2 separate regions of the Sus scrofa genome follow, and region 1 is linked to region 2. A link is a contact called in public promoter capture Hi-C data. All regions are on one chromosome and are shown on one strand. The core of a region is the stretch at or near the end of the contact, and the rest is flanking DNA. Distances in the headings are between cores, read along the strand shown.

Region 1 (3,893 bases), core at 1,144-3,643, 85 kb before region 2:
GTTCTGAAGTGCATAACACTCTTTTAAGGATGCTTATTAAAATCCAGATTCTGAAGACAACTCTCAGAGATTCTGATTCTGAAGGGTGGGAGAGTCTAGGGGTCTGAATTTTTAACATATAGTTCTGACACAGATGGTAGAAAGACCCTAATTTCTAAAATGTTGGATGTGTATAATTAATTCAGCCAGACAGCCATGAAGGAATCAACACCAAAATAAAAATTGAGCCACCCTCTCTGGGAGAGATCTAGGTTGAAACTACAACAATTCTAATGAATGAGTTAAATCCTAGTCTAGAAATCAAAAGACCTGGTTTCTATCCCAGTCTGCTGGTAACTAGCTTTGAGACTGGCAGTAGGGGGGATGCGGGGAGGGCAGGGGATAGGAATTACTTTTCCTCACTGGACCTCAATTTCTTGTCTATAAAATGAGATGGGTTTAACCCCTGCCAATTCTTTCTTGGGCTCTATGAGTTCAAGTAATGGGAGTGTGGACTTGTAATTTCATTTTTATGCATTCTTTGAAAGAAGAGCCCAGCTACCGCCCCTTAATTTCCCTGGGAGATGGGAATGTGCAGCCCAGGGAAACAGCCAAGATGGTTTCTGTTTGGGGACTGTTTCACTACCATTAGGGCTGTGAGCAGATTCTGGAAGCGACACCAAATTGCTCCTCAGAATCAGATCTCTACCCTCCCAGTTGCAAAATGTATTCCCTAGGAAGCAACTTACCAAACTACTACAGCAAGGGGCGGGTAAAGAAAATGCAGTGGAGTTCCTCTCAATTGGAAATAACCTTGGCAATTGCACAAGGCAATTGAAAATAAAAGCAGGCAGCAACCAAGAACAAGAGAAAAGATTTGATTCCCAAGCTAAAATCTCTCAGATGCAGCCCAGAGCCAACTGGCCTACACAAACTACAAATCCTGGGAGATGTGGGCCCCTGAGAGAGCTGTATGCTCAGTGGCAACAGAGGCCCTAACAAAACAACCTTCAGAGGACAAATAGACTGTTAAAACTAGTTCCTCTAAGAAAAGCGTCTTTTTTTTCCTTTAAAAGCTATCTTTTGTGAGTCTTAGATTCCTCCAGCCATTAATGTAGTGCCAAGTTGCTAGCCCAGAGACTGGAGCCCCACACACGTCCTCCAGCATCTTCATTAGGATTCTTGATTTGTTCTGGAAGTCCTTTTATCAACACTTCAGTTACTCCTACAGCGTGGACCCCAACACTACTGTTTTAAGAAACCATCTGTAAATACCAGAATGGCTAATCCCCCAAACACAGAGTTAATGGGTCCCTTGGTGATTCTCAACTCCCATCCAATAACCTGTAAGTGCTTTTCAATCATAGAGGTTTGGTCCTTACTGCTAGTCTATAGTGCTGGGCCCTTCTTACCTGGATTACTTTTCTCTTTTTCTTCTTTTCGTCTTACATTTTAGGTAAGGATCAAGGGGAAAGAAAGTAGCAAGAAATATAATAGGTATTACTCTGTTCATCTGATAGTAATTACAGGGTGTTAAACCCAGAGTAAACCAAGCTGTACAGTGTCTTCAGGAAGAACTGATCGGGAGGGAAGACTGCCATTCCTGAAGTCTTCAGCAAGAGCATAGAAAGCCTCCCTGAAATAATAGACACCTCTCAGTGCCTCTGGCCCAAATGCCCAGTTAACTACGGTCAAGTTTCCCTGGCTGCTGGCTGTGTGTTGACCTGGGGCAGAGAGTCAATTAGCAAATTGCTGACATTAATCCTTTTTATTATCTGTATTTTCATCTCCCACCTCTGACCTGCAATCACTTTGCATTGTCACCTCAAATTCTGGAGTTTTTGAACCCTTCTCTTGTCATGAAAAATGTTTCTTCAAATAGTGAAAGGAATATGACCCATGGAGTGCTCACACAGCAGGAGGGGCCCCATAAGGCAGGGACACAGTGCCTCTGGGCTCTATACCCAGCCCCCTTTATCCTCTGTACCATCCCCCCCGGCACCATCATTTCAGCGGAAGTTCCTTGCTTGGGCAAGAATAGGAATCTGTGACTTGTATTGGTTTGCAGGTGGGCACGTGGCCCTTGAACAATAGAGTTTGGAATTTTCTTATGCGATTCTTGTCTTTTGCTTGAGAGCAGAGTTGGAGCAGAGTAGAGGAAAGGTTTGCACTGATGGGAACAGTCCCTCCCCCAAACTTTCCAGGATAGACGCAGTGTTGACCCGTACTTACTAGAACCTCCTGGGGCTGCATGTACTTCCTGATGGGCCTGATCATCCAGTTGCCTCAAGTGGGACTGGCTTGGAGCCTGGAGACCCAGGGTCAGGAGACAGGATGCAGGGTCTATGTCACTGTCTGAACTGGGAGCAGAGACCAAGCCAGTCCAGTGCTGGGAACGGAACACTCAGACATGACTTCACATCCCAGCAGGATGATGCCATGATGGCCCTGCTGTGGGTTGTGTTAGATAGCTCAGTGTTTGGTTCTCTGTCCTCCTGATATTCTTGTCACCAAGCCAGTGATTTCATCAGAGGAATGAAGCAAGGACCCTAGGATAGTCAGGGTTTTGTTTGTTTTTTGGGTTTTGTTTTTTTTTTTTTTTTTTTTTTTTTTTGATTGCCAGTCGCAGTAATAATTATAGGCTCCTTATACCAACCACTGTGAAAAAAACATTAAAAAAAAAAAGTGGCCCCGCCTTTCTCACAACTCTTCTCCCTAAAGATGATTTTTAGGTCCTTCCATATGATTCATTCAACAAATATTTACTGAGCAATTCTTAATGAGCATGGTGACAGGCTGGTGGCTGGGTTTGCTGGAGGTGATGAATTCAACACCGTTGTAGCCTCAAGGAACTTACAAGACATTACGGAGGACAGATGTGCACAGTCCTAATCAGTCCAGAGCTCAGTGGATGGGGAGGCTATTTCTAGACCAAGAGGAGCAATCAGGGGTTGGGCTATGTTGAGTTATCCTTGTGTGTATGTTATACTCAGGGATAAGCAATAGATAAACTCTGCCATTATAATTCAGTGAGCCTGTTAGTGTGGGAACTCCCTCCATTCTCCATGTCATGATGCAATGGAATATGTGTTTTAAATGAAATCTCACCTGCTCTAATCCTTCACTTCCACTACAATAGATGAAAAAAAAGAGGGCAGGGACCTCTGAAATAGTTCAGAATAATATCTAAAAGTAAACCCCACTGGTTTACTTTTATTAAAGTATTATTAAAGAGCCACCAGTACATAGAACTACCATATGACCCAGCAATCCCACTCTTGGGCATATATCCAGACAAAACTTTCCTTAAAAAAGACACATGCACCTGCATGTTCATTGCAGCACTATTCACAATAGCCAAGACATGGAAACAACCCAAATGTCCATCAACAGATGACTGGATTAGGAAGATGTAGTATGCATACACAATGGAATACTACTCAGCCATAAAAAAGAACAAAATAATGGCATTTGCAGCAAACATGGATGGAGCTAGAGACTCTCATACTGAGTGAAGTAAGTCAGAAAGAGGAAGACAAATACCATATGATATCACTTATAACTGGAATCTAATATAAGGCACAAATGAACGTTTCCACAGAAAAGAAAATCATGGACTTGGAGAATAATAACGCACTAATGCCACACACAATCCAAAGGGGATTCCCGCTGGAGAACCAGGAATGAGCTGTGGTTGTCTTCAATTCTTTACCATAATTTCCTGCTATTGGTGATGCACCTGCAACACACCCCAGCTCCTCTCCCCTAAACAGTTTTCCCCTAAAACATCACTGCCCAGAGACCTACCTTGAAGACTCTGCACAAGAGGCTCTCCTCACCCCTCACCTGTCCATTGAACTCATGAAACACATCGCCACTTGTAATGTTCAGTTTCTTATCATCCATCTTCCCCA
Region 2 (4,089 bases), core at 475-2,974:
ACATATACTTAACCTGCCTGTACAAAGAAGGAGAAAAGGGCTGCTATTATCCTGAACATCAAAAGGGATTCTAGTTACAGTAACTTCAGTTCACTTAATGCTCCTTAACCAGGCTCTCTGCCTCTGCAATACTTAGTGGCCCATCACATGTCTTGGAGTTTTGAACCTGATCTGAGTGCAATCAAAGGACAAACCGGGCAGATTTTCTCCGGCATTTACGTTATTGCTAACAACGGAAGAACATTATAAAGAGACTATAAACAAGAAAAGCATTTTGTCATACAGTCCTCTATAACACTTGTAATAACACAAGGTGGCCATGCCTGTGAGGGCGACACCAAAATACACACCGATCAAGTTCAATGGTTCATCTCCGCCCTGCCCCCCAATTCCTATTCTTCGAAACTAATCATGTTAACACTACAGGCCAAATATCTGCATGAGAAGAAACATTTTTCAGAAACCAGTTTTCATTCATTTCCTACACATATCTGGCCGCGGTTAACGCTCTCAAGAGGGGTGTCTGTGCGTGGCCCCGATGCTCCCTGTGCGGGTAAGGATGCAACGTGGACCAGCAATTCCGCGCCCCCCTGCAAGCGCTCTTTGCGTGGAGAAGGGATGGATCGTACCCTGGCTCAGCTCTTCGCTCGCCAGCAGCTCCAGCAGCTCGCCCCGGCGGCGCGCCGCCGGAGGAGGCCCCTCCCGCAATGCCCGGCTCTGCTTGCTGCGGGAGGGCAGTGGCAGACACCCGGTCTCCGCCGGGAGAAGATCTCGCCACCGCCGCCTAGGTCGGAGTTTCTCGCTCTGGGGCGCACACACCCCCCTTGCGAGAGCACACTCTCGCAGGCCGGGCAGCCCTTGAAACCCGCGGCGCCCGCAACAGGTACGCGGCGGTAGAGGAAACTTACAGCAGTGGCGACCGGCCACAGCACACAACCAGCTGGGTTCTTGCCTCGGTCACAGGGCGGGGAGGCGAGGAAGCAGCGATCTCAACCCCAGGGAGCAACAGCGACTGCCGGGGCGAAAGGAGTGCGCATGGGGCTCTGGTTCGCGGGCTGGTTACCGCGGGCAGATCGCCGCGGCCTCAAGATCCCCACACCGCGGACTCTGCGCCCGCCACCCGCGGAGCGGCTCTCTGAGTGCTCTCGGGAGGGGAGAGTGGCCCGCGGCTGCAGGCACCGCGGAAGGAGGCGGGCTGTGCACTCGGGGGAGGGAGCTGGAAAGCGCCGTGCGCGCCGCGGCTGCTTGGCGTCTCGACCCGGTCTCAGCAGCGCCACTGCCGAGCCGCCTTCTCTCCAGCTGCCGGAGCAGTCGGCGCCCAGCGGCCCAGAGCCCAGCTATAAGCGGCGCGGAGGGGAGGGAGGGGCGGGGAGAGATCGCGTAGGCAAAGAGTGACACCAGGGGAGGGAGGGATGAAGGGAGGGAGGGAAGCGCGTGAATACTGCCGGCGGAGAAGGAAGAGGAGGAGGAGGAGGTGGAGGAGGAAAAGAAGAGCCGGAGGAGAGCTTGTCGGGGGAGTTAATCGAGAGAGGAAACGGGGGAGGGGGATGCGGCAAGGGGAGAGAGACAAAGCGGACACAGAATCTCAGCCTTGAGCAGCTGCAGCCCTTGGGGACCGAGATTAAAACAAGTTTTCCCAGATCGGAGTGTCTGCGCCTCTGGCCCAGAGGGGTGCTGAGGGACCCAAGACCAGGGAGCGCAGCTCCGCGTTGTGAGGCCCACGCTGCGAGAGCCTGCGAGATGCTCGGGAAAGGGCGCCGAAGGGCGAGCTGGGTGTCCGCGGCACGCGTCCTAAGCGCGCAGAGCCCGCGTAGTGAATGGGACACCTGGAGGGAGGACAGTGGCTGGGTTAGGACACAATTTTGGATACTCTGGGGGACACTGCAGGTTGGACAAAGCCGGCCTGTAGGGTTTCTCTGTGGCTAGGGACCAGGAAGACTCGAGCCCCTGTCGTCTCCCCCCCACTTCCTCCCTCCCTCTCTCCCTACGCCCCCGCGGGTGCGGCTCCCGCCGCTGGACTCTGCCCCAGGCAGCAACAACCCGGCGCTGTCCGGTAGGCTACCACGTGCTTCGCAGCCAATCGTCGCGGCCGCTTGATTCAAAGCGAACTACTCCAAGGAGCGGCCACGCCGCCTTCTCTCCGTAGCGATAAAGCCTCAATCGCCCTCTCAGACAGGGTCCCTTCCTGTGTTTTATCGCTGATTAGTTCAGCAAAGAGATGGTTCAGCATACACGTTTGAAGAGCCGCATGCCACGAGAAAGAAGGCGATTAGAGAACTAATCTCAAACGGCCATCACTATTTATGAAACCCATTTTTGATCTTAGGACCAAGGGCTTGTCTTTCCCCTGGGAGCTGAAATGCTTGTTTTTCTTTTTACTAGGTATTTGGAGTAAAGTATATGAATGAACTGTAGAGATCACCGGTCAAGCCCCCTCGTTTTGCAGGTTAGCAAACTGAGGCCCAGGAAGATGTGACATATCCAGTTGGAGAGCCTCTTGCAGTGGCCCAGCCCTATGGCTAGAGTGGGGATCCACGATGGAATTTTCTCTCCCCACTCCCCCACTTCTCAGCTTTCTTTTAAATATCAGAAGCAGAAATGGTTTAAACAGTCTAAAGAGGCCCGCCTGGCACACCCTGAGTCTGAAGACTGCTGAAACCGAGACTCTGTCGGTCCTTTATTCTCATCCCACTTCAGGATCCCTCCCGAAAAATTGTGCTCCTTGCAAACAAAGAAAGACAGTGCCCTCTGAAGTCCTTTGTTAGCATTAACTCCTCAGCCTCACCACGAGCCTTTACAAATCTGTTTCATATTTTAATTTGTTATGCAGAGTCTCAGCTCAAGACTGCTTCACAAAGCCAGAGAGGCCAGATCAGTTCCCGGTCAGACCCACGCAAGGGTTCTGCCATCTGCGAGGTTGGACAGGGGGAGTCGGCAAGCATGCCCAGTTCTGAAGATACGGATAAAATCAGCAAAAACCAGACAGATAGAAACACCGCCGTAGACACCAGAGATGGGTGCTGAAAAGCCCGGAGGGAAAAACGTGTAGCTATTGCACATGTCTTTTAAAAACATGTTTCTAGAGCCTGTGGCAAGGTTTGGGGGAAGCTGACCAGTGCAGCCTCTTAAGGCACTTCCTCCAGGCTCTTTGTTTGTCTGGGTTGTGGGTCAAAGGTTAGCAGGTTGGTCCTACTAAAGACTTTCATTGGTAGGTGGGGAAGGGGTTGGGACTGGGGGGGGGGGGTCTGTATAAATTAACACGCTTTCTCATTAAAGAGAAGTATTTCCTTCTTCCTTCAGTTACTTACCTAATCCACCTGGAACTGTACCGTGATGATCCTGCCTAGGAATAAAACATATCCTCAGTTCGGTTGGTTGGCTAGGGATTTTGCCACAGGAAGCCACTGAGCCAGGAATAGGCCATCTGTTTCTGTTGCATCTTTACCACCCGGAAACTGCAGAGTGTCATTAACCAGGGGGAGCAGCAAAGTTTATATGTCTCTGCAAATAGCTTTGCTAAGCAAGTGGGGGCTGGAAAAGGAGTGAACTCCTGTAGCCATTGGATCGTTGTTCCTGGATTCCATTTTCCTGCGCCTGTTCTACCTAGTGTTGCCACCTTTCTATGCTGCAAGGAAAGAAAAGGGGGGAGGGAGTTGTAGCCAGAAAGATCTTAAAGGTATTCAGTGACAGTACACATTTGCTTCATCTGCCTGAGGGTGGTAAGCAACATGGAGGCAGGGGGAAGAATTATTTATTAACTGGGTTATAAAAACTGGAAGCCATTTTTGCTGAGGCCCAGGAACTAAACTTGCTTTTTAGGCAAAGGAGTGGGCCACCAGTGACCTCCCCCAAGCCATGCACTGGTTTGCTTGAGTCAAAGTATGAAAAGTTTGCAGGTCTGTGGGCAGTTGCTAATATTTATTTCACAGCTGAAAGTGATTTGCAGGCTGGTGTATTTGTGATCACAGCAACTCACACTGTTATTCCTCCAGCATCTTTCAGCCAATCCTAAAGGTAGTTCTTATCACTTCACTTAGAGGAAGAAAAGGTGAGCAAGGCTTGTATCTGTACAGGAAGAACTCTCTACAC

Evidence for each region. Promoter capture Hi-C pulls out the DNA fragments that hold promoters and counts their contacts.
Region 1: a promoter capture Hi-C map of liver shows a contact between it and region 2, with 3 times the contacts expected there. The contact joins the enhancer-like site here to the promoter of ENC1 in region 2. A contact is called at or near these places in 1 of 5 promoter capture datasets (liver) and 6 of 47 Hi-C or Micro-C datasets (heart right ventricle, liver, mesenteric adipose tissue and 3 more).

The regions. Positions count from the first base shown.
Region 1 is chr2:83,604,763-83,608,655 of Sscrofa11.1, forward strand. No RefSeq gene overlaps it. Among named protein-coding and RNA genes, the nearest start is that of ENC1, 85 kb to the right of the region's middle. Within about 2 kb of position 2,394, at least 8 of the 83 cell types and tissues checked have an H3K27ac peak or open chromatin away from gene starts, as enhancers often do. A contact at or near this core is called in liver and retroperitoneal adipose tissue, where this site is marked.
Region 2 is chr2:83,690,088-83,694,176 of Sscrofa11.1, forward strand. ENC1 (ectoderm-neural cortex protein 1) reads right to left here and starts at 1,725. Exons shown (of 3, transcript XM_003123701.5): 1 at 909-1,725.